Linked DNA regions of Sus scrofa: all the other regions are linked to region 4. A link is a contact called in public HiChIP or PLAC-seq data. All regions are on one chromosome and are shown on one strand. The core of a region is the stretch at or near the end of the contact, and the rest is flanking DNA. Distances in the headings are between cores, read along the strand shown. Region 1 has its middle 190 kb from the start of FGGY. Region 2 has its middle 46 kb from the start of JUN. Region 3 has its middle 70 kb from the start of JUN. Region 4 overlaps FGGY (FGGY carbohydrate kinase domain-containing protein). Region 5 has its middle 100 kb from the start of JUN. Region 6 has its middle 150 kb from the start of JUN. Region 7 has its middle 27 kb from the start of JUN.

Evidence for each region. HiChIP or PLAC-seq counts read pairs in DNA pulled down with a chosen protein or histone mark.
Region 1: an H3K27ac HiChIP or PLAC-seq map of alveolar macrophages shows a contact between it and region 4. The contact joins two enhancer-like sites. A contact is called at or near these places in 2 of 47 Hi-C or Micro-C datasets (embryonic fibroblasts and fetal heart ventricle) and 1 of 2 datasets of contacts at active chromatin or transcription factors (alveolar macrophages).
Region 2: a contact with region 4 is called in an H3K27ac HiChIP or PLAC-seq map of alveolar macrophages. The contact joins two enhancer-like sites. A contact is called at or near these places in 1 of 47 Hi-C or Micro-C datasets (embryonic fibroblasts) and 1 of 2 datasets of contacts at active chromatin or transcription factors (alveolar macrophages).
Region 3: an H3K27ac HiChIP or PLAC-seq map of alveolar macrophages shows a contact between it and region 4. The contact joins two enhancer-like sites. A contact is called at or near these places in 1 of 47 Hi-C or Micro-C datasets (embryonic fibroblasts) and 1 of 2 datasets of contacts at active chromatin or transcription factors (alveolar macrophages).
Region 5: a contact with region 4 is called in an H3K27ac HiChIP or PLAC-seq map of skeletal muscle. The contact joins two enhancer-like sites. A contact is called at or near these places in 1 of 47 Hi-C or Micro-C datasets (embryonic fibroblasts) and 2 of 2 datasets of contacts at active chromatin or transcription factors (alveolar macrophages and skeletal muscle).
Region 6: a contact with region 4 is called in an H3K27ac HiChIP or PLAC-seq map of alveolar macrophages. The contact joins two enhancer-like sites. A contact is called at or near these places in 2 of 2 datasets of contacts at active chromatin or transcription factors (alveolar macrophages and skeletal muscle).
Region 7: an H3K27ac HiChIP or PLAC-seq map of alveolar macrophages shows a contact between it and region 4. The contact joins two enhancer-like sites. A contact is called at or near these places in 8 of 47 Hi-C or Micro-C datasets (adipose tissue, embryonic fibroblasts, fetal liver and 5 more) and 1 of 2 datasets of contacts at active chromatin or transcription factors (alveolar macrophages).

Annotation. Positions count from the first base shown.
Region 1 is chr6:153,405,094-153,408,676 of Sscrofa11.1, reverse strand. No RefSeq gene overlaps it. Among named protein-coding and RNA genes, the nearest start is that of FGGY, 190 kb to the right of the region's middle. Within about 2 kb of position 1,911, at least 3 of the 83 cell types and tissues checked have an H3K27ac peak or open chromatin away from gene starts, as enhancers often do. A contact at or near this core is called in alveolar macrophages, where this site is marked.
Region 2 is chr6:153,638,828-153,642,448 of Sscrofa11.1, reverse strand. No RefSeq gene overlaps it. Among named protein-coding and RNA genes, the nearest start is that of JUN, 46 kb to the left of the region's middle. Within about 2 kb of position 1,963, at least 2 of the 83 cell types and tissues checked have an H3K27ac peak or open chromatin away from gene starts, as enhancers often do. A contact at or near this core is called in alveolar macrophages, where this site is marked.
Region 3 is chr6:153,614,986-153,618,397 of Sscrofa11.1, reverse strand. No RefSeq gene overlaps it. Among named protein-coding and RNA genes, the nearest start is that of JUN, 70 kb to the left of the region's middle. Within about 2 kb of position 1,902, at least 15 of the 83 cell types and tissues checked have an H3K27ac peak or open chromatin away from gene starts, as enhancers often do. A contact at or near this core is called in alveolar macrophages, where this site is marked.
Region 4 is chr6:152,830,394-152,833,645 of Sscrofa11.1, reverse strand. The region is part of intron 14 of FGGY (FGGY carbohydrate kinase domain-containing protein); the gene reads left to right. Among named protein-coding and RNA genes, the nearest start is that of HOOK1, 120 kb to the right of the region's middle. Within about 2 kb of position 1,280, at least 15 of the 83 cell types and tissues checked have an H3K27ac peak or open chromatin away from gene starts, as enhancers often do. A contact at or near this core is called in alveolar macrophages, retroperitoneal adipose tissue and skeletal muscle, where this site is marked.
Region 5 is chr6:153,581,261-153,584,511 of Sscrofa11.1, reverse strand. No RefSeq gene overlaps it. Among named protein-coding and RNA genes, the nearest start is that of JUN, 100 kb to the left of the region's middle. Within about 2 kb of position 1,546, at least 16 of the 83 cell types and tissues checked have an H3K27ac peak or open chromatin away from gene starts, as enhancers often do. A contact at or near this core is called in alveolar macrophages and skeletal muscle, where this site is marked.
Region 6 is chr6:153,530,462-153,534,116 of Sscrofa11.1, reverse strand. No RefSeq gene overlaps it. Among named protein-coding and RNA genes, the nearest start is that of JUN, 150 kb to the left of the region's middle. Within about 2 kb of position 2,291, at least 1 of the 83 cell types and tissues checked has an H3K27ac peak or open chromatin away from gene starts, as enhancers often do. A contact at or near this core is called in alveolar macrophages, where this site is marked.
Region 7 is chr6:153,712,192-153,715,471 of Sscrofa11.1, reverse strand. No RefSeq gene overlaps it. Among named protein-coding and RNA genes, the nearest start is that of JUN, 27 kb to the right of the region's middle. Within about 2 kb of position 1,496, at least 35 of the 83 cell types and tissues checked have an H3K27ac peak or open chromatin away from gene starts, as enhancers often do. A contact at or near this core is called in alveolar macrophages and retroperitoneal adipose tissue, where this site is marked.

The sequences.
Region 1 (3,583 bases), core at 662-3,161, 570 kb before region 4:
GCTGGCAGCTGTAGCTCTGATTTGACTCCTAGCCTGAGAACTTTCATATGCCAGGGGTACAGCCCTAAAAAACAAAAAGAAAAGGAAAGGAAAAAAAAAGAAAGGGGGCAAAGGACTAAATATACTTCTTAGAAGAAGGTCAAACAGCCAACAGGTATATGAAAAGGTGCTCAACATGTCTAATCATCAGGGAAATGCAAATGAAAACCTCAATGGAATATCACCTCACACTTGTTAGAATAGCTACTATAAAAGAGACAAAAGATAACAAGCATTGGGAAGGATGTGAAGACATAGGAACTCTTGTGCACTTTTAATGGGAATGGTAATTGGTGCAATCATTAAGGAAAACATGGAGAATTCTCAAAAAATTAAAAATAGAACTACCATACGATCTAGCAATCACACTTCTAGATATATCACCAAAGGAATCAAAATCAGGACCACAAAGAGATAACTGCACTCCCACGTTCACTGCAGTAGTAATTACGACAGCCAAGATAGGGATCAATCTAAACGTCCTTCAACAGATGAATGGATAAAGAAAACCAACTGTACATATATAAATACACAATGGAATATCATTCAGCCTTAAAAGAAGGAAGAAAACCTTGTGATTTTCAACATCATGGATAAAGAACTAAAGGACATTATGCTAACGTGAAAAAAGCAAGACAAAGAAAGAAACACTGCATGATTTTTTTTTTTTTTTTTTGGTCTTTTTAGGGCCGCAGCCACAACATATGGAAATTCCCAGGCTAGAAGTTGCATCGGAGCCGTAGCCACCAGCCTACACCACAGCTCATGGCAATGCTGGATCCTTGACCCACTGAGCAAGGCCAGGGATCGAAACCACATCCTTATGGTTATTAGTTGGTTTCGTTACCACGGGGCCACAATGGAAACTCCACACTACATAATCTTAAATGTAGAATAAAAAAATTGTCATACTCATAAAAACAGAGAGTAGGTCAGTGGTTGCCAGGAGTTGCGGGGGGAGGAGGAAACAGGGTGATGTTGGTCAAAGGGCACAGAGTTTCAGTTATCTAAGATGAGTAAGTTCTGGAGATCTAATGTGCGTGGGGTAATGACAGCACTGTTGTACTCTACAGTAGACTCACATTTTGCTCAGAGGATAAATCTTAAATGCTTTTAACACACACACATGGTAACTATGTAGAAATGATAAAATGAACTGTTTTATGGTGATCACCCCCACAACATTATAAATATATCAAAATATCAAGTTGCACATCTTAAATATATACACTCCATATGACAATAATATCTCAATAAAGCTGTTTAAAAATGCTAAGCCTTGCAATCAGGAAAAGAGCAGAGCTACGTGTTATCAACGTGACCATGAGGATGACCCTTCACCCCTGTGAATCCTAACTTCTGTATCTGTGAAATAGGGATGGTAAACCTCTACTGAAGATGGTCATTGTGGGGGATGCCATATGTTGGGCATGTCATAGGTTAAAATGTCTTATGTAGAGACTGTTTAATTTGATATCATTCATTTAACAAATATTTTTAGACACGCTCTATAAAAGTTAGTGTTCTCTTTTTTTCTTGCCAAACCTCAGATGCCTCTGATTCATGACTTCTCCCATTCGTGTTCCTCAGGGTCACTTCCCTACACATTCACTTTTCCTCGCCCCCTTTTGCTCCCTCAAAACCCTTGACTGTCACAACATTAAGATGACAGCACTCAGCACAATACCTCACACTTGTCTGCATTCAATAATCACCTGTCGACTGTCCAGCCTCCTCTGCTCGCTAATTTCTCACTCTTGGCCTTTTCTGGTTCTTTACCTCCTCTGAAGACCTTTGCTGCCCAGTGCCTCATGACTGCGACAAAATATCCAGACAAAAATGCAGAAGAAAGGAAAAAGAAGACACTTTCCACCCACCCCATGGCTTCCTTCTATTTTCGAGGCCAGTGACACTAACAAGAGCTTCCCTTTAACCTTGGCCAGCTGGAGCCCTATCAGCCCTATCAGCTACCCTGGCTGGCAGCTAACACCCATTAGCAGTTGATTAAGCGGTAATTAGGGAGCCCAGTTAGGGTTATTAGCATTTCTACACTCCCATTTGTAAATCATAATTGGCTTGAGTGAGATGCAGAAGCAGCTGGTATGGGGAGATCCAGTCTGCAAATTCAGCCACAGCTCACACTACAGTACCTGCTAGGAATTCTTGGGAACCTCCTTAGGCCAGATAGTTCCTATATCCCCACCTGCCCACCTCCTACCCCACTACATGCAACACTATTCCCCAAACCTCTGGATCTCTCCTACAGTACAGACATTCAAATGTCTTCTCTTCTAAGAAAGGGCCTGGCCATATTGGCCTAGTGAAGAGAAGAGAGATTTGGAGTTAGACCTGGGTTGAAAACCCAGCTCCTGCCCTTACTAGTTCGGTGACCTGGAACAAGTCATTTAACCTCTGTATCAGTTTCATTATTGAAAAACACTCTTGTCTTGATGGAAGAATTTGTATTAATAGAAGAATTTGTATTAATTTTCTGGCAAATCAAAAGGATATTTGATGATAAAAAGATCAGTGTTTGCCCAGGTCCAGAGGAAAGGAGAGAGAGATGAATGGGTGGAGCATAGGGGATTTTTAGGGCAGTGAAACTCTTCTGTAAGGTATTGCAATGATATTATGCATTTGTCAAAAGACATAGTATGTGCAACCTGAGTGAACCCTGATATAAACTATGGGCTTGAGTAAGGAATAATGTAATATTGGTTCATCAGTTGTAACGAGAGTACCATATTAATGCAAGATGTTAATGTTAAAAGACAAACTACATCACGTTACAAATCTTAAGTTTATTGGAGAGAAACACCTCTTCTAACAGTGTGGTGCCAAATTGGAAATGGTCAGAAAGGCTCCAGCAACAGGAGCTGGGGGATGGAAGCGGGCGGGACTTTCACAGAGAAGGCACAGAAGCAAAGCAAGGGAATTATTTGACTCGCTATGGCTTTAGTGATTGCCTTATTTGGGGGAGCCCAGCTGGCCAGTTGTGATTGGTTGTCTTCTGGTTTCAAGTTCTTAGCCTTCATTTATAGGTTAGGTTTGGCTTTGCTTAAGTAGGCTGCCACAGCCTTAGAACCACCTCCATCTAAGGACCTCTTTGTCTAATTAACTGAACATTAATAATAGGGGAAACTCTGTAGGCGGGGGAAGAGGTATTTGGGAACTTAGTTTTTTCTGTAAACCTAAAACTGCTCTAGAAGATAAAGTCTATTCATTTTTTTAAAAGCGTTTTTGACGGATTATTCTTTATTCAAAGTTGCCTAATCCAGTTGTGCTTGAACTTTAAAAATGTACATGTGAATCATCTGTAGGTGACACTGTCTGGCCAGGGGAGGGCCTGAGAATATGCATTTTTAACACGTGAGGCTGCTGCTCCGTGACCTCACTTGGAGTTCCAGGCTCCAGACTGATAATCACTGCCTCAGTAAAGAAACTGGGAAAGAGCTCAACAAAGGTGCTCAATAAAGTGGGACAAATGTTAATATGGTTCTTCCCGGCCACACTTTAGGCCTGGAGAGGACCCAACAACTGGTCC
Region 2 (3,621 bases), core at 714-3,213, 810 kb before region 4:
TAAAGAACTCAGGATGGGGAATCAAAAGATTTGAGCCTAATTCTGTTTCACCAACTAGCTGTATGACCTTGGGTCAATTAGCCAATCGTTTCTGAGCACCAAACACCTATTTAAAGGGGCTGATAGTCCCTAATTGGTCTTCCTCGGAGGTTCACCTTGAATCTCAAAGGAGCGCACACATGGAAGTTTTGTGAATTGTAACGTATTTTTTATATGTGACACATTATTGTTAGAATCGTATTGGACCCCATTGCCATCACCACCATAGTCGACAGGACATGAACTACAGGTAGCGCTAGCTGGACAGATTGCCATTCGGGGTTTTCGCAATGTCTAAACATGTAATTTCTTGATGTTTGGGATACCGCTATTTCTTCTTTTCAAAGAATGCATCCAAGGCATGACTCTCAACCTTTTAAGAGGTTTTTAAATGGACCTTGATTTTACCACTTGACTGGTTTAAAAATCTATGATCCTAAATGTCAGTTACGTTCCCTCTCAGGAAATGTTCTGAAAGAATTGTAATCAGTCACTGTATTTTTGGAGCTTGATGCTAGGGAGTATAAGAAGGAATGAAAAAAAGGTATAAGGCATGACTTTACTCTCAAGGCGCTTACCATCTCATTGAGCACTTGGGCTGAATTCTAGATTTGTAGGCAGAGTACGTGATCTGAGAAAGGACAGATTCCCCTGTGTTGAGGTGGAAGAGAAGAGTATTTGTAGAAGTTTCCAAAAATAGAAAATTTAGGGATAGTGATTGGTAAATATGATGTTGAAAGGAATCTGCTATTTTCCTACGGCTATTAATATAGTTCTTGGGGAAAGCCCATGAAAAAATAAGTCTATTATATTTCCTGTATTCTTTTTTTTTCCATCCTGCATACCCTCCCCCGCCTTCCTTTTCTGCTTCTGCTTCCTTCCCTGTGCTCTGTTGGAAGAGATAATGCTTGTTGCAGAGAGGACGCCACGAGAATCTCTTTCAGGGTGAGGCTGACCGGCAAATAGACCATCCAGGAAAACAGTCTGCTCGGGAATGCACTGAGGTGCAGGCGGAGCAGGAAGGGTGAGCTTGGCCAAAGAAGGACAAACAGTCTGGATGGTTGGAACAGCAGGGGAGGAGGAAGAAGGGAAAGGCATCATGGTCGGGAAGGCACCTGGGGCCATGTGGTGAGAGGTCAAGTTGCAGAGTCATAGTGTGCCCTGTCCTACTCCGCCTTGGGCCACACAGGTGTTTCCTCCTGGGTTCTAGTGATGGAGGAGGCAATGTGAGCATGACTCCTGTGAAAAAAAGAAAAACATTTATTGAGCAGTTGCAATGTGCCAGGTACTGTTGGGTGCTTATTTTATTTATTTATTTAATTTATTTTTGTCTTTTTACGGCCGCACTTGCGGCATATGGAGGTCCTCAGGCTAGGGTCGAATTGGAGCCACAGCTGCTGGCCGACACCACAGCCACAGCAGTGCCAGATCTGAGCTGCATTTGTGACCTACACCAACCACAGCTCATGGCAACACCAGATCCTTAACCCACTGAGCAAGGCCAGGGGTCAAACCTGCTTCCTTATGGATGCTAGTCAGATTCATTTCCACTGAGCCTTAACAAGAACTCCTATTTTGTATTTTTTTAATGGCCACACCCATGGTACAAGAAAGTTCCCCTGAGTCCAAGCCATAGCTGTAGTAATGCCGGATCCCTAATCCACGGTTACAGGCCTGGAAGGAACCCGAACTGCCTCAGGGATGCTAGCCACTGCAGTGGGATTCTTAACACGCAGTGCCACAGTGGGTTAAGAAGTTAGCACAGTGGAAAGTCCTGTTGGGTGCATGCACAGGAATGCGTTCTGAAAAAAGGAATTATTATCCCCAGTTTACAAATGAAGAAACGGAGGCTTAAAGAGGTTTGGTGCTTTGCCCAAGATGTTAACTAGTTGAACTCGTGTCTCTCTGGTCATAAGCGGTGGTTTCCAACTTCCCATCTTCCTTTTATAACTCAGTTAATAAAAGCAGAACTTTTCCTAGCCTCCTCCTTCTTACTTCCTGCCGCTTTTCAATCCCAGTGGAGGCTTCCTTAACAAAGGCACCCAGTATTTCTCCCCACCAAGCTCAGGGCATCTTCTCCTTAGAAACAAGTCACGACCTTGTTATCACTTTTGACACTAAATATATTATTTCAACCTGGACAGACTCTTAAGACTTTGTGATAGTCTTTAACTTTCATTACTTCCCAGGGATATTTCTAGCCATTGCTATTGTACTATGGAGAGGTGCCTCTTCTTCTTTTTTTGCTTTTTTTAGGGCCACACCCAAGGTATACGGAGGTTCCCAGGCTAGGGGTCCAGTCGGAGCTACAGCTGCTGGCTTCTGCCATAGCCATAGCAATGCCAGATCCAAGCCGCATCTGTGACCTACACCACAGCTCACGCAATGCTGGGTTCTTAACCCACTGAGCAAAGCCAGGGATTGAACCTGCATTCTCATGGATCCTAGTCAGGTTCGATGACCGCTGAGCCACTAAGGGAACTCAGGAGATGTGCTTCTTAAAGGGGCATCATTATGCACTGTAGGAGGCTGGAGGACTGTTATCAACCCACACAGACAAACCATCTCTTAGTGCTTATAGCTGTGATTTATTAGCGAAACAAAGCGAAAAACAAGAAACCCTAGATTTTAGTCCAGGCACTGCCATTGACTAGATTTATGACCTTTACTTCTTTGGGCCTCAATTGTATTATTTGCAAGATGGATGAATTATACTTGCTTTGCTTGAAAACCTATGTTGAGAGGTTACCTTGGGTGAAGTAATACATCATAAGTCAGAAAATATAAAGCAAAAGAAGGATGTTAGTTTTAAATATTTTGTGGAACAAAAGGAACTAAAATAATACATGAAATTAATACATGAAATATTGTTTATATTTCTTGGTGGTTAATCAGGTAAAAGAAATCTGAATTTAATCTAGCTTATGCCAAAAAAGGGACTTTATTTGCTCAAATAAATCAAGAGCAAGGGTGGGGCCAGCCTCGGATCCTGGAGTTCCAGTCCTGCCAGATCTCCTCTCTGACTCACGGCATGTCTGCCTCATCCTCTCCTGCTTTTCCTAAGCGTTCTACATGTGCTGGGCACCGCAAATGCCCAAGCTCTGGGCTTACTTTCCAACTTCTGTAGAGTCTTTTTAAATTCATGAAATACGAAACATACTGAAAAGTCTACAATGATATAAATACAGTTTAGGCTTCCGTGTCTTTCAGCTTGTATCAGAGAGGGAAGAGAGTTTATTCTTACAGTGTGAGGCAGAAAAAAATCCCACAGAAGCCCTGTGATTGGCCTGGGTGGGTCATGTGACTGCCTTGGACAAATCACTGTGGCCAGGGGGTGGAGAAAGCACAGACGTGGCCACATCCACTTGTATCCACAAAAAATGGAGTTTAAACAACAAAAGATATGGAAAGGGGATATTTCTGCAGGCTTCTGGTACACTACAGTTCTGGGAGCACAGGCCTGCTCGGAGGTATGAGGGAGGAACTTTGCACTGATTCCTCGCAGGATATCTTGCCACTCCTTGCTACATATCAGTTTGGTTGAGTGTAATATACAGAATAAGCACCTACTTACTTCATCAA
Region 3 (3,412 bases), core at 653-3,152, 780 kb before region 4:
CCCTGTGTTCCCTGTGTCTCTGCCACCCTGTGTTCTCTTCATTGACTGTCAGTAGCATCAGTCCTTTGGGCCAAAGGACAATTTTATTGCCACAATCTAGACTCTACTCCATCCTGCTACCCTCACGATCTCTCAGCTAAATTTTTTTTTTCCCTCATATCAAGTTGCCTTGTCTAAATTTCTGGATATCTGCCTCCCTTTCCCTGATTAACACCTCAGGCTCTTCCTGGGGTAAAGCTCAGACTTGAACTCAGGCGTCATGAGTTGGAACCCTACTGCCAAGTCTCTTTTCCTTGGAATGGGCAGGGGGTGGGAAGATGCTGGCTCCTGCTTTTCCTAATCATCCTCCATTGATAAAGTCCTTCCTGCTATGAAGCACGAATGGAATGATTTCCAGGGCCCACTTGACTTTGACCATTACCTCTGGCTGTGTCCCAGTAGAGACAGGACCCCTTTGGTCCTGCTCTTGGGGGAGACGAGCTCAGGCTCATGTAATCAATTAGATACCAATTCACTCAATAGCACTTAAGATTTGGGGCAAAAGTCCCGATTGCCAAGTACTCTCGTTGGGCTCACAAGAGATTAGAAAGTCCCATCACTAGCTCACAAAGAGACCAATTGGAAACATACTGTGTTCTGCTTAAGCACTATGATTAAAGTGGTGGGAGGGCACTCAACTCAGCCTAGGGAATGTGGTCAGGGAAGCTTTCTTGGAGGGGGGTGTGCATGAGCCACGTGTTAAAGGGCTTCTGTTGGCTTAAACCAGCTCCTCTAACCAGACTGGTCTCCCCAGCAACTGTATCACACTGGTTCTCTTCCTCCTCATTTTCTCAGCAATCACTCCCAACAACATATGTGTTACTATACTTGTGGCAATTCTCTTTTCCTAGACCAAAAAAATAAATAAAAATGAGACAGTAGTGGGAACACCGAATTGGAGGAAATTTCCATCTAAGTTATATCCCAGCCTTTGGCTCACAAAGGTTCAGCCTGGGGCGTCTTCTGGTAACCAGTGGCTTTTTCCTGTTAGAAGTGGCTGCGGGGCTCAGGTGCGGTTACCTCACCTGTCAACCAGCTCCAGCCTTGTCCCCACCCCCAAAGAGACCAGCCCTGAGAGGCCAAATCACGTGGTAGGTATTTTTTGGATCCCCACAGTAACTGAGAGGGTGAGGGTTCTTGTCCCCATTGCCTTGCTGAGGAAACTGAGAATCAGAAGGGCTGAGTCACTTGCTAATAAAAGCAGGACACAGGATGCAAAAGCAGGGCTTTTCAGTCCAAACTCGCTTTCTTCACACCATCCCATTTTCTTTGCACAGCCGACTCCATGACCAACACAGAGCAAATCAGAGTGTTGCCCTAGATTCCCCTCGGGCCTGCTTTCGCAGAGTTGCTTTGGAGATGAAACATAACCAGAACAGAGCCTGTGCGTTTTGCTATGTCACACCTCTTTTTCCCAAGATTTCATAGGCCTGGGTCCATTTATCTAGATACTCAAATTCTCAACAGGGGAGTTAGATAGAGGCTGGAGAGTGAAATACTGTTTTGGAAAGAATGAAATCATTCTTGCAGTGTTTGCAGTCAATTCCGGAGACCTGGTTAGAAAAATATTTTTAAAAAACGGAAGGAAGAGTAACCACGCACTCCCCAAGTGTGGGCTGCTCCTCATGGAGGGTGGGGGCGCTTTGCCCTCGTGGTCTGTTCCCAGGAGTGGACGTGTGTGGCCCCAAACTGCTGTTAGGAGATGAAAGGGAATCTTTCAACATTTCCTCCTATTGTCTGAGCTTTCTCCCTGCTTTGTCACCATAACGTTCTTTTTTGGAATTCCATTAATGTGGAGTTTTTCCCTCCCCCAGAAACAATTAAAAGAGAGTTGGCACAGCCAGCCAGGAAAGACCTGTGGCTCACTCTTGAGTGAGTAACTGTCATGTGTCTTGGAATGGTTTGCAGCTTCTAGTCAAAGAAATTTCAGCTTTAAGAGGAAAACACCTAAGTATCCTTTCTATCTGGCTGTGAGATGTGATTTAGACTCCACAGTGAGGCACTGGGAGTGCTGATTATGACCTGGGGACCAGAAGACTTGGGCTCAAATCCTGATTTCATCTTTACTAATTGCATGACTCTGAGCAAGGTACCTAATATCTCTGAACCGAGTGCATCAGTGAAAATAGGAATCCTGCCTGTGTTAGGTGCGTTCTTGGGAAAAGTAAATGAGACAGGAGGTCTGAAAGGCCTTGGCACATGGTAGCTTTCAAATGTGTCTTTTTCTTTTTTTCTTCCTTTTGTCACATCCTTTCACCTGCACAGACTCCAGCGTGAAGGTTTTGAGTTAGCCAAGTAAGAGAAAGAGGAACAGGCTAAGCAGAAGCTTCTGACACTGACAAATTCATTTAACAAATAGTAAGTTAACTAACAATATCAGTTAACTAATACACTTGTATGTATGTGTGTTTGGAGCAGTAAATTGTAAGGAAAAAAAATACTTGGCTGAGGCTATTTTTCCATGTGTTTTTTCATTATTGCTCTGAGTACTAACCAGAAATATATATATTATTATATATATAAGCCATAGGTAATGGCCAAAGTCAAGTGTGCCATGGAAATCACTTTATATATGTGTGTGTGTGTGTGTGTGTGTATTTTATAAAGCACCCATTGTATCCTGGGTACCTCGTGAGTATTATCTTGGTTAATCCTTACAATCACAGCATGTAGCAGTTTTTTTCCAAATGTCCACATAAGGAATGAAGGCTAAGAGAGTTAGTCAGTATTGGAGTTAGGAAGTTTTTAAGTCTTCATTTTTTTTTTCTTTTCAGGGCTGCACCTGCAGCATATGGAGGTTCCCAGAATAGGGGTTGAATCCCAGCTGTAGCTGCCAGCCTACACCACAGCCACAGCAACACAGGATCTGAGCCGCATCTTTGACCTATACCACAACTCATGGAAACACTGGATCCTTAACCCACTGAGCGAGGCCAGGGATCGAACCTGAAACCTCATGGTTCCTTGTTGGATTCATTTCCACTGCGCCACAATGGGATCTCCTTAAGTCTTCATTTTTTTTTTTTTTATAACAAAATTGAAAGGAAGGTACATAAATTTCCCACATACCCCTGCCACCTCCCCTGCCACACACATGCACAGCCTCTTGCATGATCAACAGCACTCACCAGAATGGTGCATTTTTTACCAAGGATGAACTGATGTGGACTCATCATTATCGCCCTAAGTCCATAGTTTGCCTTAGGGTTCACTCTTGGTGATGTACATGCTATGGGTTTAGGCAGGTGTATAATGACATACATCTATTATTATAATATCATACAGAGTATTTTCACGGCCCTAAAAATCCTCTCTGCTCTCCTTACTCATCTCCTCTCCCTCCCCACACTTGCCCACTCTCGCTACTAGTAAT
Region 4 (3,252 bases), core at 31-2,530:
GGTTGTTTCTTTCACTATAGCAGCTGCCCCATTCTGACCGCTCAGCCCTTCTTTGGTTTCACCTCCAGCCTGGCATCACCAGCCCCTGGCTCTGGTCCCTCCAATGCCTCCCATCATCTCTTGATCCCTAAGAGGAGTAGCAGCTTTTGGCCTTTGCTGATCTCTTCAGTTCCTTCAACATCATCTGCCCGGCTTTAGTTTCTTCTGTCTTCTATGAACAAATTTCCTGCACTCAGTTCTTGTTGAACGACCTAGAGTGGCTTCTCATCTCCTGACTGGATTCTGAGTAATAGAGTTGCTTTTAAATATTAAAAGAGAAGTCAATCCTTATGGTGAATCCATTCCCCCCTCCCATTGGAATGAGCTAGGCCAATGGGAGAAAGGGTGGCTGGTTACCATGGAGAGCAGTCCACTTTGACTAAGTGGCATGCAAAGGACGAAAATTGACCTAAGCAACTTTAGCGAATGCCCAGATCTGAGTAACCCCGCTCTGAGTTAGGCATTGGAGCCTGTAGCCATACGTAACTTACCACTTTCCGGAGGAGATCTGACTGGATTACAAGTCAGAGCTGGGCACAGTTCAAGGTAGTGTCTAGTCAAAAGGAATAGAAACTCCTCTTTCTTGAACCAGCACTCTGGACCATTCACCATACTATATATGTGATTATTCTCATCATGCAAGTGAGGATTTAGAGACTCAGAAAGGGCAAACAGTTTCCCTAAAGTCACACAGCTATTAAGTAATGGCATGAGGAATTGAAGTCTGTATGTCTCAGAGTTTATGTTTCTTGAAACATATCTCTTCCTCAAGGTTTCCAAATTTTCTTCCTGTTTCAAAGCAAATTACAAGAAAGCTGCATGTGTAACTCATATTGCTCTGGTCGCTTAGAAATTTCCTTGCAGAACCAACATTTAAAGTTTCTCATGTAGTTCTCATAATAAGTTTATGTTCGAAGTTTGTTATTTTCATTTTTACAAATGAGAAAACAGACTCAGAAAATTAAAAGAACGTACCCAAGGTCAGACTGGCTGTTAATATTCAAGCTGAATATTTGAATACAGGTTTTTCTGTCTGGTACAGAAAAATACACTGTTTTCTGTCTGGTACAGAAAATACACTGTTTCTACTGGTGACATCAAAGGATTGGATTTTAGGAGAGAGGGCCTAATGTTTTACAGGTTTAAAAAAAGAACAAGAGGAAAAACAAGGGCAGGTTCCCCACCTTCAAGGAGCTGACAGTCAGGCTAGAAGAATAAAAATGAAGCAACCTGAAACCAGAGAGTACCATTACATAAGCTGCTCCCTGGTAACAGCTACAAGCAAGAAAGAGAAGTGTGGTTTTGTATAAGACGGAGGGCTTGAAATGGAAATGCTAACTTAGGGAGAGCAGAGAAGCAGCAGGAAGTGGACTTTTCAGATAGTTGGTAATGAAAGCCGAAGAATAACACAGGCAAAAAAGATATCCACTCAAGTCCTAGGAAGGATCCCAACTGGGGAGTAACAATAGAAAGCTTAGTATGTAAGGGCCACACTTGATGGGGAGTAGGGATTGTCAGCTAGAAACAGATTGCTATAAACTGGATCAGGAGTCCTGGGAGCATCCTTTGCCCAACATCCCCTGACTCTTATCTATCTTTTTTTTTTTTTTTTTATGTAATAAGCTAATAGTCTCATTTTTAAAAAATGAACAACATTAAGTGCTTCTTAAATGATAACACTGCTTCCTGCTGAAGAAAAAAAGCCTGTAAATTATTTCAAGCCTGGGAGTAACAGCAAAGATTTATTATGTATCTCCAACAGTTTTGAAGACTCCCTGAAATTGAAAGGGAACACTTTAAATGCCCCTAGGAAGTTATCCTGTTTCACCAGAGTGCCTTTGTGTAGAGTGTTACATGTTTGGGGACATGGGGACTGACAAGGCACCTTCTGAGACAAGGCCGCTGAGATGGGAAGCCAGCAACTGCTTCACCCCACCTCACAATTGACCTCCCTTCCCCTCCCCCTCCCCCTCAGCTGACACTTTGGCCAGAGGAGCCTGGGTGTTGGATGGAGTTGATCAGACTGAAACTCCTACCAAGTTGGCCATGTCACTTTCAGCTGTCGGCATCTCTGATGAGGAGGGATCCGGACAGGCCAGGCTGGTTCAGATAACTGGATGACAGCAGTTGTTTTCACCCTAGGAAGCGGACTAACGGCTACAGACAGAAATCGATGGAGGAGAAAATTACAGACAATCCTAAAGCGGAGATTCGAGCAAGTGCTTAGACGATGAGGAAGCCGCTAGCTTTAGTGAATCTGGCATATTGTGGTGTGGTGGGGACTGGGACCCTTCTCTTCAAGGGGCTCCTGAAACGATAACAGAGGGTAGTCAGGAAGTGTCAGCAGTCATTGTGTGTATGACTATGGATTAACTCACTTAATCCTCACAAAAATCCCATGAGGTCCTGATCTGTCTTGTGCTTTGCAGATAAGGAGGCCTTTACAGATAAGGAGGCCAAATCACAAAGAGGTTAAGTACTTTCCCAAGGTTAGCTAGCTAGTAAGATACACTCCTGCCATGTTTTGAGCCTGTGGACTGCTCACTGGAATAATACTGGAACCCATCTGTAAAGCTGCCTTGGGATACTCCTCACAGTGGGCCCACGTCTACACGCACCCCCTCACCACTGCTTCTCTGCAGTGCTGCCCTAGGGTGTTTCAGTGTCGGCTTACCCCACCTGGGGGTGAGCTTCCGGGAAGGATCCCAGTCTCCCTTATCCGTAACTGGTAGCAGGTATGGCATGAGCAGGTGTTGTATTACCATGGAGGTGAAGTTGGCAGAGATTGCATATTCCCCCTGAGCTGCCTGAGAAGGCTGGTTACCCAAAAAGCCAGCCACTGAAAGGAACGGTGCTGCACTGGAGGAATGTGGATTGGAAGCCCTTAGCCGGTAAAATCCAAGCTAACCCCACTTAGCTCTTAGCCCTGTCTCTGCAAACAGCTTTCCGTGTTCATACCGGCCCCACCCCAGACTGTTCCTTGTGAGTCTCAGTTACTCTTTTTTCAAGGATACATACCCCAGCTTCACTTGTTGGTTCAGTGACTGAACAACTCGATGTATAACCCAGGACAAGAGGTCAACCTCTTTGGCCCTCAGTTTCCTCATCTTTACACTGAAAGAATCAGGTTCTGGTTTTCACAGAATGTAAAGTTGTGGACCATTTGTAAGGCCAGTGTATCAAACAGATAGAAGCTGAGCCGTGTCTCCTCTT
Region 5 (3,251 bases), core at 297-2,796, 750 kb before region 4:
CTGTTGACCAACTAGCCTCAAGCCCAAGCTTGGCACATAGTAATAGAGGATTGGCAGGCAGAGGGAGTGGTGGGAGGAACGCAGCTCAAAGTTCTGGGGTATCAGCCAAGTGCGGGCTTGGCTTCTCACCTCTACTACAAAACTTGGGTGCTGTGCATATTCACATATCTGTTACATATGTGCCAGGGGCTGAGATGAGTTATGGGATTTGCCCAAGGTCACTTTGAGAGTAATCTGAGAAATTTCAAACTCACACATGGTGCAGAAAAGATAATGTGTATATTGGGGTGGGTTGAAGTGGCTGGAGTGTCCAGCAGTCTAAAGCCAGAACTAGAGCAAATCTCCCGTAAAGCATTTGGCTGGTCCCTGGAAGCATCTTTATCCACCAGAGCCCAATCCTGCACTTAGGCCTTTACTTGTATCTGTGTTTCTTTCACTGTACCCTCTCAAGACTGTTGGTGAGTACTTACTGAATAAATGCTTGAATGGGAGAGCAAGGGCAGGCAGAGATCATCACAAATGCTGAACCCTCCCTTTGTGCCAGTGAAATACTGATGCCAGTGAAATTTTGATGCTTTCTTTTTTCATCCTCTCAACGTCATGATGAAGTAAGCACTCCGATTGCTCCAGGTTTCAGAGAGAAACTGAGGCTTTAAAATGTTGGGTCTTAGGAGTTCTCATCTTGGCTCAGCAGAAACGAATCTGGCTAGTATCCATGAGGATGTGAGTTCCATCCCTGGCCCTGCTCAGGGGGTTAAAGATCCCGCGTTACTGTGAGCTGTGGTGCAGGTTGCAGACTCGGCTCAGGTTTGGTGTTGCTGTGGCTGTGGCATAGGCCAGCGGCTACAGCTCCAATTCGACCCCTATCCTGGGAGCCTCCATATGCCGTGGGTGTGGCCCTAAAAAGACAAAAAAAAAAAAAAAAAAAAAAAGTGGGGTCTTGGCCTGAAGTCACAAAGGTGCTAAGTGGCTTTGAATCCGGCCTATATTTCAGCTTGATTACCCATTTTTTTTTTTTTTTTTTTTTTTTTTTTTTTTTTTTTTTTTTTTTTTTTTTTTGGCCTGCATTGATTCCAGTTGATCAGCCCCCCCCCCCCCCTCCAGCCTTCTGCACCCACCCAGCTATCACCGTCTTCCCAACAACGCCCCTTGGAATTACCCCCACCATTACTTTAATGTGCATGTATGCATGAATAAATCATGGCTCCCAAACTCTGGGAAGTGAACCCACACAAGACCACAGCAGTGTTCCCTCCTGGCCAGGGATGTTTTCCGATCACTTACTGCTCTAACTGTATATGAAATATCCCTCTGTCCATTGTTCCCCTGGCAGAGTCAGAGAGTATCCCCCTGGAGGATCCAAAGACGAAGGCTGATAGTTGAGGGTGTAGATTAGCCCCTAGTCTGAGAGCTACTGGCTGCAAGAATCCCTGGTGAATCCCAGCATAACACCAATGGGAGAAGTCTTGAGACATCAGGCCAAGTAGAAGAGAGGGCAATAGACAGGAACTTGGGACCTGAGAGAGTCGTGAGTCAGCAGCGTATGGTGGCTGCCAAAAGAAAGAATGTAAACTCTGGTTGTATCACTAGGAGGGTAGTGTCAAATAACAAGGTGACATTGCACTTCCTCCTTGGTCAGCCTGGAGCTGGACTGCAAGGTTAAGGTCTGGTTCCACATTTTTAGATTATCATAGTCAAACTGGAACTTGTTCAAAAGCACGCAGAACCAGGACACAAAAGGGAATGGCGTTGTCATCCTGGTAAGCGGAAGGACCTCATTTCTTTTCCGGAGGAAGAGAAGAGGTGAGGAAGTTGGGAGAGTAGGCCTACCAGCCCCCTCTGCTACATGCCACGCTCGGGCTAGATGCTTTTTTCTAGAGGTTTTCTAGTAGATTTCTTCTGCCTGACCCACCGCGGAAAAGGGGACTCAAGCAAAGATATAATAGGAAGCTACATTTGGACTCATGCTCGATGGTCTTTCTACCAGTAAAAAAGAAGGAAGTAATTTTGAAGAGCAAAAGAAACATCCCATCTTTCTTTGTGTGACCTCTTGCGAGTTACCCAGCTTTCAGAGCCCCAGTTTCCCATCTGAAGGATGCCCATGGGGTCCATGAGGATCCAATAGCCTGCGGGCTATGGGAGCAGTGCAGTGGGATGGTCACACACATGGCCCCAGGACTCAGACTGCTGGGACTTGAACCTCAGTGCAGGGTGACCTTTGATTTATTTTGCCTTTTCAGTACTTCAGTTTCCTCCTCTGCAAAATGGGGTTAATATGTATAAGGCACTCAGAACTGTATCTGTCAATAAAGTTAGCCACCATCATCCTCACCCTCACTCTGTATGAAAGTGACTGTCATAGGAGTTCCCGTCGTGGCGCAGTGGTTAACGAATCCGACTAGGAACCATGAGGTTGCGGGTTCGATCCCTGCCCTTGCTCAGTGGGTTAACGATCCGGCGTTGCCGTGAGCTGTGGTGTAGGGTGCAGACTCGGCTCGATCCCGCGTTGCTGTGGCTCTGGCGTAGGCCGGTGGCTACAGCTCCGATTGGACCCCTAGCCTGGGAACCTCCATATGCCGCGGGAGCGGCCCAAGAAATAGCAACAACAACCAAAAAAAAGACAAAAAAAAAAAAAAAAAAGAAAGTGACTGTCATAATATTTAGGATATATGGAATGCTTCCTCTTTCTCTCCTTCCCCTTCCCTCTTCCACCAGAGAACTCTTTCAGGGTGTCTCTGGGGGTACAGAGTCTTTTCATTTCTAGACTTCTGGAGAATGTTTCCAAACAGTGCAACATCTGTTTGTATAGATTCAAAAGCAGCTACCTACCTCGATCTAAATACTGTCTTCGTGAAGAGGCAGAGGAAAAAGAAAGCCAACCCCCGACTATTAGAAGTTTCCCGTTCTTGGAGTTCCCATTGTGGCTCAGTGGTAATGAACCTGATTCATGAGGATGTGGATTCGATCCCTGGCCTCCCTCAGTGAGTTAAGGATCCGGCATGGCCATGAGCTGTGATGTAGGTTGCAGACGTGGCTCGGATCTGTCATTGCTGTGGCTGTGGTGTAGGCTGGCAGCTTCAGCTCCTTTTGATCCCTCGCCTGAGAACTTCCACATGCTGCAAGTGCAATCCTTAAAAAAAAGAAAAAGAAAAAGAAAAGAAGGAAGTTTCCCATTCTTAGGGTATTTTACAGATCTCCTGCCTTCATTACTTCACTCAGTGCATAACTTGGTAGGTAGAAAGAAGTGATGA
Region 6 (3,655 bases), core at 1,042-3,541, 700 kb before region 4:
GTGGGGATGGGGGAGGTGGGAGTTGGAACGGTGCTCTGGATTGACCGACGACTTCCTGGAATGATCTTGGGCAATTTCCCTTCCTCTCTGAGCCCCACTGATCTCAGTGATGAAACATAATTACTAAAACCAACCCCACAGGTTTGTTGTGAGGATTAAACACACTCTGCATTTTGTATGTGTATCTATTTATAGCTCTAATCCATTCTCCAAAAAGTATTTTAGGCAGCTAACAATAATACTCCTGTATTTAACTGGAAAATGAAGAACTGGAACAACAAGAAAGGAAAGGAAAGGAAAAAAGAGGAAATAAGATAATTTTTAAAAGGGTCTGGCCGCTCTGGCACATATTAGGTACTCAATCAATAGCATCATCTTCTGGTTGTAACACCTGGTTCTGGTGAACCTGGCTGCGCCATGGAATTACGAGCTGGCTCAGCCTTCGAGGTGAGGGGACTTGAGAGAGTGTCCAACTGCTCCCTTCCTGGAACAGGGAGAGTAGAGGTGTTGAGTCTTCAGGGGTCAGAGCCCACGTCTCACTTCAGAGGCGCTCAGACTTGATTTGCATTACACATTGAGCTTTGAGTAAGATTTCACTTGAAGAAAGCCTTTCACTGCTAGAGAGTGAGAGAGAGAAACTGAGCGTGAGACAGGGAGAGACCGGATGGGAATTTTGCTTTTTAAAAAAAGAAAAGCACTGATAACTAAGTCTTTCTTGTCACAGAAACAGGCACTGAGGTTCAGAGAGGGGAACGGAATGCATATGGCTCTTCGTATCTTCTGCTAGACTTTCCCTATGGAGAAATCCACCAATCACAAGATAAATCCTTCATTCAGTGATTTCCATTTAGCAAACATTTCTTGAGCCCCTATTCTGTTCACGCCACCCTGCTAGGAACTAAGCTGTGAATAAAACACACCCCTGCCTTCAAGGAGCTCATGATCTAGAGAGGGCATCAGAGTTCGCAGATCCAGTGAAAGGTGCGACCCTGGGCTTGGGGAAGTCTGCCCAAGTGGAGGGGTCCTGGACAGCTTCACCAAAGGGGAGATACTGACTTATGCCTCGGAGAGGAGTAGGGTTTTGTCAGGTGGTCAGTGTGAGGTCAAGTTCACCGTTTCCTGATCTCAGCATTCCCCGAGCCCTGTCCTTACCTCTTATTCCTCGTCAGCTCTCTTCTCTGCCGAGTGCTCAGTAATTTGTGGGCAGGAAGCCTCCTCATCCATTTGTCCTGCTGTATCCCATGCCCCCACCATGGCAGAAAGAAAGAAAGAAAGAGGGAAGGGGAAAAAGAGGGGATTCCAGGCAGAAGGAAGAGCCCAGGCCAAGGTTCCAAGGTGGGAAGAAATATGGTTTTAAGAAATTTGGGTTTTTCTGGATGGTTCTAGCCTCCACAGAGGACTGAAGTTTGATCAGACGTTTTTCAGATTTCATTCTGCAGATGATGAGAAATCATATGTCCTGCTCTTGGATTCAGAGAGCAGGGAACTCTTTGGTGGTTGGCAGTGTTAGGGTAGCAGATATAATACCGGAGGAACAGGAATTTTGGATTTGAAATGAACCTGAGGGCCCTTCGGTTTTATCCATTCACCCATCAGATCGTGAATCATGTACAATGAACAAAAGAAGTGGTACCCACCCTCCAGCAGCCAGGGCATCCTGGCATTTCTGTCAGTGGCCCTAATTATATTGCAGGGCCTGTCACAGGATATATCTTCTGGCTTTTACTACATGATATTCATCCCCGGTTACTGAGCGTTCGCTTTGGGTGATGAGTTTTACATACTCCTATTTCACAGACTCTAAAATGTGAAAGATTACAAGACATACCCTAATTTCAGAGATGCTGAAGTCAGTATAATAGGGTCTGTAAGCGACGGTACAGTTATCCTTAAATTCTCTAATATGTTTTGGTGATATCCACAATGACACTGTAGAAACCAAGGCTCAGGAAAGCTACACACTGTGTCCTCGATCTCAGGACACACACTTGGCAGAGCCATGTGGCTCAAGAGCCCTTCTTTCTCACCTTTTCCCTCCCACCCTCCCACTGCCACCTGAGTATTCAGGAGGACGTTTCCATTATCTTGCAAAATCTTTCTTAGATTTTGGCCAATTGTGCTACAACAGGCAAAGCTCTGCTCCTTCCTTCTGCTGCTCCCCGGCCTGGAAATACTTTGCAGTGTTATTCTGTTTTCTCCTCCTTGCAGTTTCTGGGCAAGCAGACCAGTGTGCTCCCATCATTTCATAACCTTCCAGATTACCCAAGTGCTTTCATGTGACCCCCTCTCCTCCAGGCTGTCACTTGAGTGCAGCGCTTCTATTTTCCTCTCAGACTTGGGAGGCCCACCAAGAAGTGCTGTGTGCTCAGAGACCTCCTTCCTCCCCAGCCTCGTTTGCTTTTCTTGTTGTTTCATTAACTGAAGATGGGTGTGTTCATCCCCCAGGAAGCCTCTCTGCTGTCACCCAGGTAGCTCCGTTGTCATGTGGCAGAACTGGGACAAGTCAGACTGATCCGTGGGAAGAAGCCTGGCTTGAAATCCACTGGGGGTTTGTCTCCTGTTGTGCTTGCGCTTAGAGAAGGAGATGGGTAGATGCTGGTCAGATAGAAACTAGCAAGAGGAATGGATTCTAGAAACACATGTAGGAGTTTCTGCTGTGGCTCAGTGGGTTAAGAACCTGACATAGTGTCCATGAGGAGGTGAGTTCAATTCACGGCCTTGCTCAGTGGCTTAAGGATCCGGCGTTGCTGTGAGCTGTGGTGTAGGTCGAGGATGTGGCTCAGATCCTGCATTACTGTGACTGTAGTATAGGCCGTCAGCTACAGCTCAGATTCGATCCCAAGTCTGGGAACTTCCATGAATTTCCTTAAAAAACAAACAAAAAAAAACCCACATGACACATATGGGTCTGGCTGGCTCATGGATAAAGTAAAGATTCACATATGCTGGGAGGTAGATATAAGAGCTGATAGGAGCTGGGAGTCATCAAGCATGGTCCCTCCCATGTCAGAGGGAGAACAGAAATTCAAGAAGGGGTTTGACTTACTTCACTCAGTATGAGAATCTAGTTCCATCCATGTTGCTGCAAATGGCATTATTTCATTCTTTTTTATGGCTGAGTAGTATTCCATTGTGTAAATATACCACATCTTCCTAATTCAATCATCTGTCAGTGGACATTTGGGTTGCTTCCATGTCTTGGCTATTGTTAATAGTGCTTCAGTGAACATGCAGGTGCATGTGTCTTTTTTAAGGAAAGTTTTGTCCAGATGTATGCCCAAGAGTGAGATTGCTGGGTCATATGATAATTCTATGTACAGTTTTCTAAGGTACCTCCATACTGTTCTCCATAGTGGTTGTACCAACTTTACTAATAGATGCAAACTACTGCTTTTGGAATGGATTAGCAATGAGAGCCTGCTGTGTAGCATTGAGAACTATGTCTAGTCACTTATGATGGAGCATGATAATGGGAGAAAAAAGAAAGAATGTATACATGTATATGTAACAGGGTCACCATGCTGTACAGTAGAAAAAAAATTGTATTGGGGAAATAACAATAAAAAAAAAAAGGAAGGGGTTTGATTGAGGTGACACAGCTCAGAGCAGGACCAGTGTTAAAATACATCCCCGTGTGCTTCGGGCAAGCGTTAGC
Region 7 (3,280 bases), core at 247-2,746, 880 kb before region 4:
TTTGCCCTGCCTTGGGCCAACAGTATTAGTAGTGCTAGTGACATCAATAGGAGCAGTAGTAGCAGTAGTAGCGGCAGCAGTAGTATTTGCTATGCACTGAGCCAGCAGCAGCAGTGGTAGCAGCAGCGGCAGTAGTAATAGCAGTAGCGGTAGTAGCAGCAGTAACTGTGGCAGTAGTATTTGCCATGCACAGAGCCAGTAATGGCAGTAATAGATGTAGAAGCAACAGTAATATTTGCCATCATTGGGCTAGGAGTTGGGTGACAAGCAGACACAGACTTTCTTTGTTCTCATGGACTTCCCTGCCTATACTGCTGTAATTCATTAGAGATCAGAGATGGGCTCTGACTCACAAAGTAAAGCAGATTGGTCTTGGTCTGAGTGATTTTGTATATTAACCCAACTGGAGGAGAAAACCATCCAGGACTTTGTGAAACATCAGCAGAAAAGGAAGGAGAGCCAGCAACACTGCCCAGTTGTAAAGTGTTAGGTGCCACAGGGTCAATCTTTTACATGATAATAAGGTCTTCAATCTATCTCCATTATCTATGAAGAAAATCTGAGTTGATGGGGATTTTACAACAAAAATTAGATTTTTTACAATAATCTAATTTCAGCCTCTCGATCATAAAAATAAAGTCATGTCAAAAGGTGAAAGGGGTTCTTACTGGTTGATAAGTCCACTGTTTTACAGGTAAATCTCTGGAGGTCAGAGGGACCTAGTGACCACCTAGATGACCCAGATCTGGTTGCTGGTGGAGTCAGATCGAGGCCCGGCTCCGCCCTCCCCATGCAGCAATGCCCATCTCAGGACACCCGAGAGCAGCGCAGCCAAAGGTTACTCCTGATTTGCTCAAGATCACACAGTCGGAAAGCAACAGAGCAGACTCTTCCTCTCTCCCTTTCCTTCTTTCATGCCACACCTCAGGAGGATATCTGCCTCCAAGCCTGGTTGCTGCACACGAGTGGCTTTCAATAAATTCTGTCACTGGACCACTGACTACTGGCGTGATTGCTGAGGCTCAGTTTGTGTAAAGCGGGGGGAATTCACCTCCCCCGCCCCCAAGCTGTCTCGCTGGGGTCTTTTGAAGGTTTTATGATTAACCTAAAATAGAGGTAGGTTGGGCATTTCTAACGCACTGAATCTCTCACTATCCTCCTTGATCTGATACTTGGAGCAATGGATTCTTTTCCTTCTCTTTGGAAACACCCGCTTGGCTTAAATAACACACAGCCTTCTGCGTGCACAGGGGGCGTTTGCATTCTCCACCAGATCTGTGGTGTGTGTTTACTAGCCTAAGTCAACACCGAATCAGTGTGTGCTGGTTTGGTTTGCATTTTTGCCTTCTGTACTGCTGCAGCCAGAGCTAAGGCTGGGTCCTTGGGGCTCTCCAAAGCACATTTCCTGCCTGCCAGCACCACAAACCTTTCTTGGTGCTGGCATCTGTTTCAGCCAGCAGAGCCTGCACAGAGACACAGGGGAATGGCTTCCGGTGCTAACTAGCCTGAGTCACAGCCACTGCGATGTACCGGATGAAGAACTGGCAGATGGCATCTGTAGATGCCCCTCAGAAACTCTGGCTGTTTTGCAGCCTGGAGAAAAGCCTCAGCCCTGGGACCGAAGAGGCGGCACCTCTGCTTTGTGAAAAAGGAAGCTGCAGCTGCTGTGCCATGGGCTCCATCACGTGCACAGTGGCTGCGTGCAGACCTGAACGTCCTTCTTATTACTCACCGGAAGTGAGTGTGAACACTTCGCAGAGGAAGATGACTGGCTCCGACAAGATGCATAGAGCCTTTCCAAGGAAATGATTTGCAGTGTTTAAATATTCTATTTCTTAATCTGCTTTTCCTCTGTTGAATCTGTTGCAGATTGATCCGGTTGTGGCATCCTTTGAACACCTTAGAGGATTTTTAATTGGTACTCACTGCCGGTTATAAAACTTCGTGTGCAACCCCTGGTCCCTTGATGCTTCTGCTGTGGGGAGGACGGGTTTGTCACAGCAGTGGGAAATGACACAATGTTGCTTTTATAATTGGAGATGAAAAAAGATAATTTAAAAAATAACAGCTCATATCAGTCATGGGTCTGGCTTAAGTATGAGGCACTGTGGATCCCTAGCTTGCCTGAAAGAGCAGATGGAGGAAACTGGGAGAAAGCAGGATGGGGGATGGAACTCTTGGCCCCACCCAAGTCAGCTCAGGAGTAGGGCGTGTCTGAGAGACCTAACACAACCCTAAGGAATGGGTTAGTTGGCTTCTCATTCTCAAAAGTAGTTGTGTCTGGAGTGGGAACTCCTATTTCCATTCTCTGGAGCCAGATAGGGATTTGTCCTCTTTGGCGAAGATATGTCCACATGCAGGAGGTGTCCCATCAGCAAGGACAGACTCTGGAACCCAGCCTCCAGGGAAAGGAGATGAGAAAAGTCAGGCATTGTTCTAGGCCACCAACTGGGCTGGAGTAAACAGCAGGCTCTGAGCTCAGGGAAGGAGCAGTTAGGTGGAAGCTAGTCTTACAAGATTGGGGATGGCAGCATGGTGTCTTGAGAGCATATGACTTTGGACTTGAGGCTGTTGATTTGAATCCCAGTTTTGGTAGCTGGTAGCTCTATGATGTTGGGTTGGTCAGTCCAGTCCTTGGGGCACATCTGCAAAGTCATCCTAGAGAAGCCGTAACCACGATCCTAGTCAGACAGACTTGGGTTCCAGGCCCTGGTCTATCACTTCCTGAGCGTAAGTTCCTTACCGTCTGTAAGACTCAATCTCCTCATCTTCAGGAAGGAGATAAGGGTATCTCCTCTTACGTCATGGATCTGGTGCAAGGATTAATTGAAACTAAGCAGGAAAAATACTTAGCTTTAGGCTCAGAACACAGAAAGGACTCTATGGATGCTAGCTATTAATTGGTCCTGGGATGTCAGGTCTTGATTGGGTTGGTGGTGAAGGCACTGGAAGTGGGGCCACGTGGTATATGTTTGGGTGGTGGTGGCGGTTTAGGGGCTATCCTAGAAGTTAACATAGTTTTCCAGTTATCTTGATCTTGGTGTCATGCACTGGACAAAATGGTGCTTGGTCTTAAGTTATCAGATTCCTAATCTGGGAACATTTTCTGAGCCCTGCTGGATGGATGTTGAGGTGAACTTTGCCAGAGAGTCTTGTCTCAAGGACTCAGGTCTGTGAACTGGGTATATAGGGCTGAGGCCAACAGACTTAGAGCTCAGAGGGTATTTTCTCAAACACAATCTCCTTTATTTTGATTGCTGCAACTTGCATGACCGATGTT